3 separate regions of the Sus scrofa genome follow, and regions 2 and 3 are each linked to region 1. Evidence: chromatin contacts called from public Hi-C and HiChIP or PLAC-seq data. All regions are on one chromosome and are shown on one strand. The core of a region is the stretch at or near the end of the contact, and the rest is flanking DNA. Distances in the headings are between cores, read along the strand shown.

The links. Hi-C and Micro-C count contacts between places; a contact is called where the count stands out from the background. HiChIP or PLAC-seq counts read pairs in DNA pulled down with a chosen protein or histone mark.
Region 2: a Hi-C map of embryonic fibroblasts shows a contact between it and region 1, with 1.8 times the contacts expected there. The contact joins two enhancer-like sites. A contact is called at or near these places in 1 of 47 Hi-C or Micro-C datasets (embryonic fibroblasts) and 2 of 2 datasets of contacts at active chromatin or transcription factors (alveolar macrophages and skeletal muscle).
Region 3: an H3K27ac HiChIP or PLAC-seq map of alveolar macrophages shows a contact between it and region 1. The contact joins two enhancer-like sites. A contact is called at or near these places in 19 of 47 Hi-C or Micro-C datasets (alveolar macrophages, brain, embryonic fibroblasts and 12 more) and 2 of 2 datasets of contacts at active chromatin or transcription factors (alveolar macrophages and skeletal muscle).

Annotation. Positions count from the first base shown.
Region 1 is chr15:67,787,995-67,791,207 of Sscrofa11.1, forward strand. No RefSeq gene overlaps it. Among named protein-coding and RNA genes, the nearest start is that of TANK, 180 kb to the right of the region's middle. Within about 2 kb of position 1,612, at least 48 of the 83 cell types and tissues checked have an H3K27ac peak or open chromatin away from gene starts, as enhancers often do. A contact at or near this core is called in alveolar macrophages, embryonic fibroblasts and omental adipose tissue, where this site is marked.
Region 2 is chr15:67,212,654-67,215,866 of Sscrofa11.1, forward strand. All of the region lies in intron 6 of RBMS1 (RNA-binding motif, single-stranded-interacting protein 1), which reads right to left. Among named protein-coding and RNA genes, the nearest start is that of ITGB6, 93 kb to the left of the region's middle. Within about 2 kb of position 1,743, at least 7 of the 83 cell types and tissues checked have an H3K27ac peak or open chromatin away from gene starts, as enhancers often do. A contact at or near this core is called in embryonic fibroblasts, where this site is marked.
Region 3 is chr15:67,236,607-67,239,819 of Sscrofa11.1, forward strand. The region is part of intron 2 of RBMS1 (RNA-binding motif, single-stranded-interacting protein 1); the gene reads right to left. Among named protein-coding and RNA genes, the nearest start is that of ITGB6, 120 kb to the left of the region's middle. Within about 2 kb of position 1,780, at least 3 of the 83 cell types and tissues checked have an H3K27ac peak or open chromatin away from gene starts, as enhancers often do. A contact at or near this core is called in alveolar macrophages and omental adipose tissue, where this site is marked.

The DNA of each region.
Region 1 (3,213 bases), core at 362-2,861:
GTCCTAGGCAATGTTGTAAGACCTTCAGAAGCATAGAGAAGGGAAATAGGATGCCATACATCCAGATTTTAATGACAAACATGAAAGAGAAGGTCCTTATATTTGAACTGGGAGGGGGTTAAACAGAACCAGCTTGAGATGTCCTCTGGACATGGGCAATGGTACAAAACACTGAGGAAAAAAAAACGGTTTGAAAATTATGGTGTGTTTTATCCCGGGGTGTCTAAAACTACAGTTCCAACTGGGTATACTTGGTCTCCCTAGTTGTTTTTGTTTTGGCTTGGTTTGATTTTTTTCTTTTTTCAGCAGCACCCATGGCATACAGAAGTTCCCTGACCTATGATGGAATCCAAGTCCTTAACCACTAGGCCACCAGGGAACTCCTCCATAGTTTTATTAGCAAGTCTCTGCCCTAGAAATTTTCTGAATAGATCACACTGGGAAAAGACATCTTGAGTCATTTAGGTGTGCTGTTCCACCTTGGGGAACATGTTGATTCCCCAACCAAATGGCATACATGTTCACTGAAGGTCTGGCTTTTTTACAACTGTGTCACATTTAGCAGAAGGAAAATACTCCTGAGACCTAGTCTCCCCTTCTCTGACATCCTTAAATGGGTATCAAATATGTCTAATTCTAACTTGAGAGTTTGATGTCTATGCTATGTCATCATCTATAAATCAAAATACAAGGCAACAATTGATTGTACAGGTTCTAAGTTTAGGAGGCTTGACTTTGAATCTCAGCAATTTTATTTTCAAGTTGCATGACCTAGCACATTTACTAACCTCCCTGTCTCTCAGCTTCCACATGTTAAAAAAAAAAATTGAGTATAGTGTCTGCCTCACACCATTCTGGTAAAGATTAAATGAAAAGTTGCTAAAGCATTTGGCAAGGGTCTGACTTGTGGCACATAAATATTGCTGGCTCTTCTTTATAACAGCACTTAACATAATGCCTTTCACATAATTACATCTTTAATAAATGTTTTCTGGGGAGTAGAATTGTCACCAAATTTTGAAAGTCTCAAAAAGTAAGTAGGATATATCTACACACTCTCATCCTCTTCTCTTTCTGTGCCCATACCTTAACAATGACAGGAGCCAGAAATTTATACTGCCCGGGGCCTGAGCATGTGTCCCTCTAAACCCCTGTTCCAGATCCTGCTAACGAAATTTAAAGAATGTGACAGCAGGCCTCCGTTGTTGAGAAGAGGAAAACAGCAGTGGCAAGCTCCCAGAGATGTGGTCCCAGTAGGCATTCAAAACCTCTGGTATTCTTAGTTCCCACTTATCTGCTTATCTTGGGTTGAGCCTTTGTTGGGATTTAAAAAAAAAAAAAAAAATTTTTTTTTTAAAGCCAAGCGGCCTTGTGAAAACCAGCTTCTCAGTAAACTGTATAGGCACTTCCTGGTTACCCGTGATATGGGAATAACCTTTAAACTAGTTCCATTTCTGATCCTGGCTGGAAACAGGAAATGCATGGGGTACAGCTTTAAACAAAAACAAAAGGAGCAAAAGATAAACCAAATTATCCCAGGGTTCAGAAGAGGTTTATGCTAAGTGTTAGAAGGTTCAGATTTAGCGAATCCTCCCCCAGTTCGCCCATTCCAGAAATTCCTTTTGAGGGGTGGAGGCGGGGAGTGAAGGGTTGTGCTAAATTGCACAGCACTGCCATCTTCAGGGCCAATGGGGAAAATTTCTCAGGGTCATTCAGATAAATCATCCTCCCAAACGCTTCATTTAAATATAATCAGATGGTTAAAAATTTGACAACAGACAGACTGAAACAGATTTTTCTACTGTTTCCAATGTTTGAAAAGTCAGTAGACACAGTTTTTTGTGGTGTACGCACATTTAAAAAAATATTTGCTGATTGAAAAGCCATTTACAATAAATAGGAAAGTTTAAATAGCTCATACTGCATTGCCAAATGATGGGAGTAACACAGACATAAACATATTGTTCTAGAAAAAAAAATTCCTTAAAAAGAAAAGTATGAATCAAATGATTTCGAAGTGCTGTTGGAACAGATGGTGTGATTAACAACTAGCATGTAAGCCATCTCAGGAGCTTACAGAGAAGTAAACAAATGCAAGGGGAAAAATCATTTTATTCCCCCAAAGAGTGTTTAGTTCATTTCATTAGGAAAATTCAAAAGCCTGCAATTTGAAAGTTGGATAATCCTAAGGGATATTGGAAATAAGAAGTGAAGGGAGTCTTTTGGAACAAGACCACATCAAGACAAATGCTGATGCTCCACGCATGGCCAAGGATGGGGGAGAAGCTTAGGCTGTCGTTGTCATTCAAAATGCTGGAGGCAGGTGGTGCCATGCAGAGCACACTGGCCTTGAATTGAGAGGGCCAGGTTCTCATCCTGGCTTCTAGCACCACCTGCCTCTGACCTTGGGTCCATCCTTGATCTCTTCGGACCTCAGTTTCTTTGTTTGGAAAATAAGAGTGAGAACCAGATGAGCTATACAGCTGTGCTAGAAAACGTTAATGTGCACCTGGGGATCTCATTAAAATGCAGATTTTAACTCTTAGGCTCAGGGTAGGGTCTGAGTCTGAATTCCTTACCGGCTCCCAGGTAATGCTGACACTGCTGATCCACAGACCACATGTTTACTACCAGGGTTCCAAAATCCCTTACAGTGATGGTACTCACATCTTCTGATATACTAGGTTTGACTGAGAGCAAGGTGAAGAAGACCACGTGTCTACCTGCCAGATAGAATGACTCAGAAATGTGTATGGATACAAGAGCATAACGAACTTACCAAATGTTGAATTGATTTTAAAAGCAACTCAAGTATTTCTTTATATTACATAATAAAGAGCTCGAATTAACTCTTTGGGCAAGTGGTATGAGAGAATCTTGGGAATTCAATGCGGAGACCAAACATATGGGGATGAGATGAAGGGAAGCTGGGAGACTGAGAATCAACCAGCATCCACATGGAATATTCAAGACCAATCCTGAGACCTCACGTTTTAAAGCTTCTGCTCTATGAAAGACACTGTTGAGAGAATGAGAAAACGGGAGAAATATTCTCAAATCACATATCTGACAAAGACTTGTATCCAGAATATGTAAAGGATTATCAGAACTCAAAAGTAAGAAAACAACCCAATTTTTTAATGGGCAAAAGACTTGAACAGATATTTAGCCAGAGAGGAAATGTGGATGGCAAGTAAGCAAATGAAAAGTGTT
Region 2 (3,213 bases), core at 493-2,992, 580 kb before region 1:
GAAGGGCTTAGAACAGTTCAATGAGTATTAGCTATTGTTGTTAGCACACTAAAAAGAGGAAGAGCTTACATTTTTGATGAAGGGCTCCTCCTCTTACCTTTGCATTATTAAATTAAATTCTCAGGAGAGGAACTTCTGGTTCAGAAGTTATAAGCATTTTTGGGAACTGGTTTGTTTCCCATGGGATTTGATTCTGCAAGATTTAACGAGCTGGTGACGGCTGCTGCCTTGGCTTCACACAGAAAAAAGAAACGTTCCAGCTGTAGTTAAGGATAAAGTTACTGGAAAATGCCTTTCAGAAAAAAACTGTTTCATAGTAACACCTACATCTTCCACCCAAGATCTTTATGCTTTAATAAAATCTTACTCCATGATTTATTGTTCGTCTCTGGCAGAACCTGAGTAGAAAGGTGTAGAAAGGTGACTGGAGGGGGACTGCTGGGGGGTGTGTGTGTCACCATCCAGGGTGGTAACAGCTGCCTGACGCAGTCTCATCGTAAGCCTGACGTGGCATTCAAAGCACTCGGGAGTTAAAACACTGGCACACTTCTAGGTGTGGTCCCTTGTAAAAGCCAGACTTCCTTCCTTGGTAGAGAATGTATGGGGGTTTTGGTTCTGCAAGACAGCCCTCACCCCCCTGGCCTCCCAGGATGGTTCCAGCGCTTTTGCTTTCATGGCAATGATTTACTCATAAGCTTCCAGCCTGTGGAGGGAACAGCTCAACAATATGCACATTTAGACCCTGCTCTACTGTACACACTGGGTGAGGGAGACGTGAACACGTCACAGTCCCAAAGGTATGATCACACTGTCTTAGAGGTACCAGGAGCATCGCACGTGTCTTTAAGTATTTCTCTTGTCCTAGAGGTGCCAAAATTTTCTGTTTTTAGTACAGTAACAGGGCTTAAGACAAACATTCAGGAAACGAAACGGGCAATAAAAACCCGTGAAAGATTTCCAGCCTTTTTACTAGATTTGTAATTTTTCCTCTAAACATTACCTTTTCTGTCTCCTCGCAGAGGATAAGGCCCTAGTAACTTTCCCTATGTAAAGAACATTCCAGAATGTGGGTAAGAGCAGTTTTCAAGCCCTCCTGGGCATGTACCCAATCTGAAAAGTCAAAGTAACACAGAAAGCAGATGTAAAACAAGCTTAGGTCTTTGGATGGAGTTGGCCAGCAGTCATGTACGCACTTCACTGGAGCTCTTCCATGACCCAGGCAAAGCTCTGGACAATGTGGCCGAATGATGCCATTGCAACAATGGGAATGTGCATGAACATGGTGGTGACCAGACACTTTTTTTTTTTTTTGTCTATTTAGGGCCGCAGCTGTAGCATATGGAAGTTCCCAGGCTAGGGGTCAAATCAGAGTCACAGCTGCTAGCCTACACCACAACCACAGCAACACCAGATCTGAGCCACGTCTGCAACCCACACCACAGCTCATGGCAATACTGCTCCTTAACCCACTGAGTGAGGCCAGGGATCAAACCTGCATCCTCATGGATACTAGTCAGATTCGTTTCTGCTGAGCCACGATGGGAACGCCGACACTTTTTTCTTTTAAAAAACTCTCTGCCCTTAGCACACAAGGACTTATTCAGACTCCATTAATATCAAGAAGAGGTCCAGAAAGAGTGATGTGATCACACTGCCTCCTGCAGTATTGAATATATGCATGGCCTTGGTCCAGGGGTAACCTTGTGTGCGCTTCCCACAGAATCAAAAACAGAGCGCAGCAGGGCAAGCAGCCTGTGGAGAACTGCAGCTAACATGCCATGTGCATTAGTCTTCTTGGAGGCTGTACTCTCTTCCAGGAAGGTACTGGAAGAACATTTTTTTAGACAAATCCTTGAATCGTGACCATGAGCGACAGTGTTTTTGCCTTGGGCACATCTCCTAATTTGGACATCAGTTCTCACTAGGACTTCTCATCACTTGTTTCTAACATCCACTGGGTGGGAAACCACCACTGCATGATTTCTCCAGAATGGAATTTTTATCAAGCAAATAGGACGTACTTATTTTTGAGTTCTATGGAATTCACCTAGATTGTCCCACAGAAGTTTTCAGTTTTTTGACCCTTCTTGGGGTCCTTCCAAGCAAAACTGACTTACTGCAAAACAGCCAGTGCTCAAAGTCAAGGTAAATCCAAAGGACAAGGCTTCAACATTTTCAGGGAAAAATGAGACTGGGTAGGGATGGATAGAAGGAAAGGCCTCATGAGCAATTTTTTTTAACACCAACTATAAAGTAATGCTTGAAGAATTTACCATAAGATAATGAAAATACGGTAACATCAGACACAAAAGCACCAGATTTTTTAAAAGTAAAATCAGAAAGCGGATTGCAGAAAACATGGTGCTGCAGTATACCGGATTCTTTTGGAACTCTAGATATCTACCACATTACGTTCCATGTCCCAGGTCAGTGTGGGGTATGCCTGGCCTGGGGAACCCAGCCACACCACCCTGATATGAAAAGTGTGTTGGCAGAGGGATGATGGGTGGCATATCAGAAGTGACAACTCATGGAGTTCCCGTCGTGGTGCAGTGGTTAACGAATCCGACTAGGAACCATGAGGTTGCGGGTTCGATCCCTGCCCTTGCTCAGTGGGTTAACGATCCGGCGTTGCCGTGCTGTGGTGTAGGTTGCAGACTCGGCTCGGATCCCGCGTTGCTGTGGCTCTGGCGTAGGTCGGTGGCTACAGCTCCAATTCAACCCCTAGCCTGGGAACCTCCATATGCCACGGGAGTGGCCCAAGAAATAGCAACAATAACAACAACAACAACAACAAAAAAAAGACAAGACAAAAGACAAAAGACAAAAAAAAAAAAAAGAAGTGACAACTCATGTGTGTAGTTGACCTCCTTCTGCTCTACCATCTAGAAACCTCCTTAAGAGTGTCACACTGTTCAGCTTGTCAATGTGCAGAAAGTGTCTTTTGGGGACTGTGTCTAATACAGGTTTCTCTTCTCCTTGGCTAATGTCACGGGCAAATCACCAGTCGTGCAAGAATCTGAGTGCTCTGATGCAAATCATCCTGGGTAATTCTGTGTATGCCGGCTAAGCAACTTGATCGTTACATAAACCATCCTCTGACTGTATTTAGGAAATGCTATGTCTGCCTAGCAGTGAGCCCACTGTATTTAAACATTAAAGTGGAGGCTCATTCAATTTACCCTTGCCTGATAATATTTTTGTTTTTCAGCT
Region 3 (3,213 bases), core at 530-3,029, 550 kb before region 1:
GGAAGAAGGAAAAAAATTCAGAACATTAAAACTGAATGCACTGCTATCAAAAATAAAGGGGCAGGAGAGTTTAAACATATGGACCAACCCCCTGTCCCTTCACAGTGAGCAGATTATAATGCAGAGCACAGCTATCTATGTTTGTCTTCTAAAAACAGATAAGAAAAAACTTTGAAAATTAATTCTTAAAAATTCACTGTGTCTTTGGGAAATGCACACAACATACCTCTGGTATCTGAGACCATTTCCCTATTTATATACATGGCAAAGTCCAAAATTTTACTTTCCTATATATTTACTTCAAAAATTTCAGATTTCCTCTAACATTCCTTTCTTATGGTTGTTGCTGAGGACTAAAAAGATTCTTTGAAAAAAGTTTTAGGAAGAGGAAGTATCTGCATAGCACTTTGAAACATTTTAAATGTGGTAGGTTTCTATTTTATGTGTTGAACAAGCTGAAAGATACTTATCTGGAAAAAACAAATGGCTAGGGCCACCTCTCTCCCTCTGTTAATTTCCACTCTGTGTAATCATGTAATCAAATGATTACTAACTGGGCATGAAAGTAAAGATAATTTAAGGTTCAAATGACAATTACATCTAAGAGGCATAATACTGCACAAACACCTTCAATTCCCCGTAGAGATGCTGAGTATTTATAACAACCTTAACACAGGTCACTAAGCTTACAGTAAATAAATAAATAAATAAATCTGCAAACCAGGAAAAAAAAATAAGTGATTTAAAGAATACCTTTTAGCAACCATTTATCTACCTAGATTATTGACATGCTTGATTATTTACCAGTGCTCTCTCTCCTCTGCACATGTTTTAGCTGAAAATGCTTTGAGGCTGCATCGCTGCCTCAGCTCTTTCCAAAAGTCGGAAAGAAAATTGGTATAACTCCAGTGGAAGATAAGGAGATTGAGGGGGTCACTGAGATTAAGAGCCTTTGCTCGAGGTCACTGAGGTCAGGGTCTTTTGTAAAACATACAGAAGAAGGCAAGTTTGGAGGAGGTCAGGCGCTGGCCTTCTACCCTCTGGTTCTGCTCTCCACCTTAATGTTGGGAAAGACATGGTGAGAGGCAGAGGTGGGAAGCAGGAAAAGAGCCTTCTGGCAGGACTGGGACTTGATCCTTGCCACACTCTCTTCTGATCTGCATTCTCTTTGGTTTTACTACATCTGAAATTACTCCTTACTTCTGCACCTATGCTTCCAGGTCTCTCACTCCTAGGAACTCGTCCCACCTTTCTGGGCATTCTTCAGTGTTTTTTTTTTTTTTTTTTTTTTTCCTCATTCAGCTTCCTCCACTCTCTCCTTAACCAGGTACTTTCGTTACATTGAAAAGTCAGTCCTCAACCCTTCTTTTTCCTAGGAAATACATCCAGTGCCAAGGACGGAATTAATCCATCTTCTTTGATGATGCCCATTTCTCCTTCCTGGGTGTTTGTGGTTTTTTTAAATCCCACCAAAGCTTTAGTTTTTGTTTCTCTCTCTTTACTTGGTTCTCTTAATATTTGATTAAGATACTTAAATATCTAGTTGAAATACCTCAAGCCCACTATTTTCTAAATTCCCCCCTCAAAGAACCCCAAACACACCCCTCCCTCTTTTTTTCCTTCTTTTAATAGCATGATCACATTCCCAATCTTTTGCCAAGCTTCCAGTTCTTGAGACGTCACCAATTCAGCCATTCCTGAATCCAGCCAGTCAATAACTCTTCTGAGTTTTGCCTCTGATATGTGTCCAATAGTCATCCCTCCCCTTCACTGTGCCTACATTCATGCAGAAGGCATATCACAGTTCTTGCCTCTGCCTCTGTCTCCTCCTCCTCAGCCTCCTCTCAACTCTGTCTGCTGCATTAGTCTGCCTTAAATATCACTCTACACATGGCTCTGACATCTCTCCATAGCCCCTTTCTCTAACTTATGCTTGAACAAACAACCTGCTGGAACACTAGCTTTTCCATGAGACCATCTTTAATCTCCTCAATCATTTAGTGGGTGATTTTGTAAGAAACCAAGAAGGGAATGACATTTACCCAGTTTCTACTTAAGTTCTAGGTACTTTTTATGTATGACCTTATTGAACTGACTTCACGACAATCTTATGTGATAGCTATTATTCCCATTTTTACAAAGTAGAAAACAAAAGTTCACAGAAGTTTTGAGCCTAAAATCTTGCCTCTAACCCCCAAATTCAAAACTAAGCTGTTAAATTTAAGTTTTCACTACTTATCTATGATACAATTTTGAGAAACAATGTTTCCTCTACATGCTCAGAATATGAAAGGAGAGGGGAAAATAATGGAAGATCTTTTCTATTAAGGGGTTGTAATAGATTTATTTTTCAAGGCAAAGTAAGATTTTTGTTTCATTTTTATTTGTTTATTTTTTGGCTGCACCCGTGGTATATGAAATTTCCCAGGCCAGGGATTGACTTGCAGCTGTGACCTATGCCACAGCTGTGGCAATACCGGATCCTTTACCCACTGTACCACAGTGGGAACTCCTGTTTGTTTGTTTTAGACACAAGAAATAAACATGTGCGTCAGGGTTGAAGGAGAGATGGGGGTGTGTAGGAGAAAAGAGATTTCTGAAATTTATCAGTTTTACTTTCTATTGTGGTTTTCATCATGATTTGCGGGTTTACACTGAAAGCCCATGACTTCAGCGTTAGAAAGCAAAGCAGTTTTTGCTCTGTGATTACTGCATCTTGGGTCCCTGTCATCCAGTGGGTCAGGAGGATGCTTCGCTGGAGTTACCTGGGGGCTGGGGGGAAGAGGTTTGAAGGATTTTCCTCCCCTACAACATCTTCCTCTGTGAGCGTCTACTCACATATACTGCTCACAGCACAAGAGCCTCTCATGACAATAGAGGTTCCTGACCTGGAAGATGGAATACTTTAAACCGCTCAGCCCCTGGCTGAGTTAGCTTCTCAGTGGCGGATGCAGTTGTCATGCTGTGAGAATGGAGTACCGAACAAATTCTTCTGATGACATGAGAAGGGATTTCAAAACTGGGGAAGAGCCATCTGTCAAGTGGCACCTCAAGGAACAGGACAGGGGGCTGCAGGGTTCAGAGTGATCACAACCTCTCTGCTAGTTTTATCTGCAGAAAGATTTAATACTGTGAGGCAAGGGATGGAGGGGGTGAGGAGGAGAAGTCACTATTGATGAGTAACATTTAGTCTAAATCTACCGTGGATTAGCA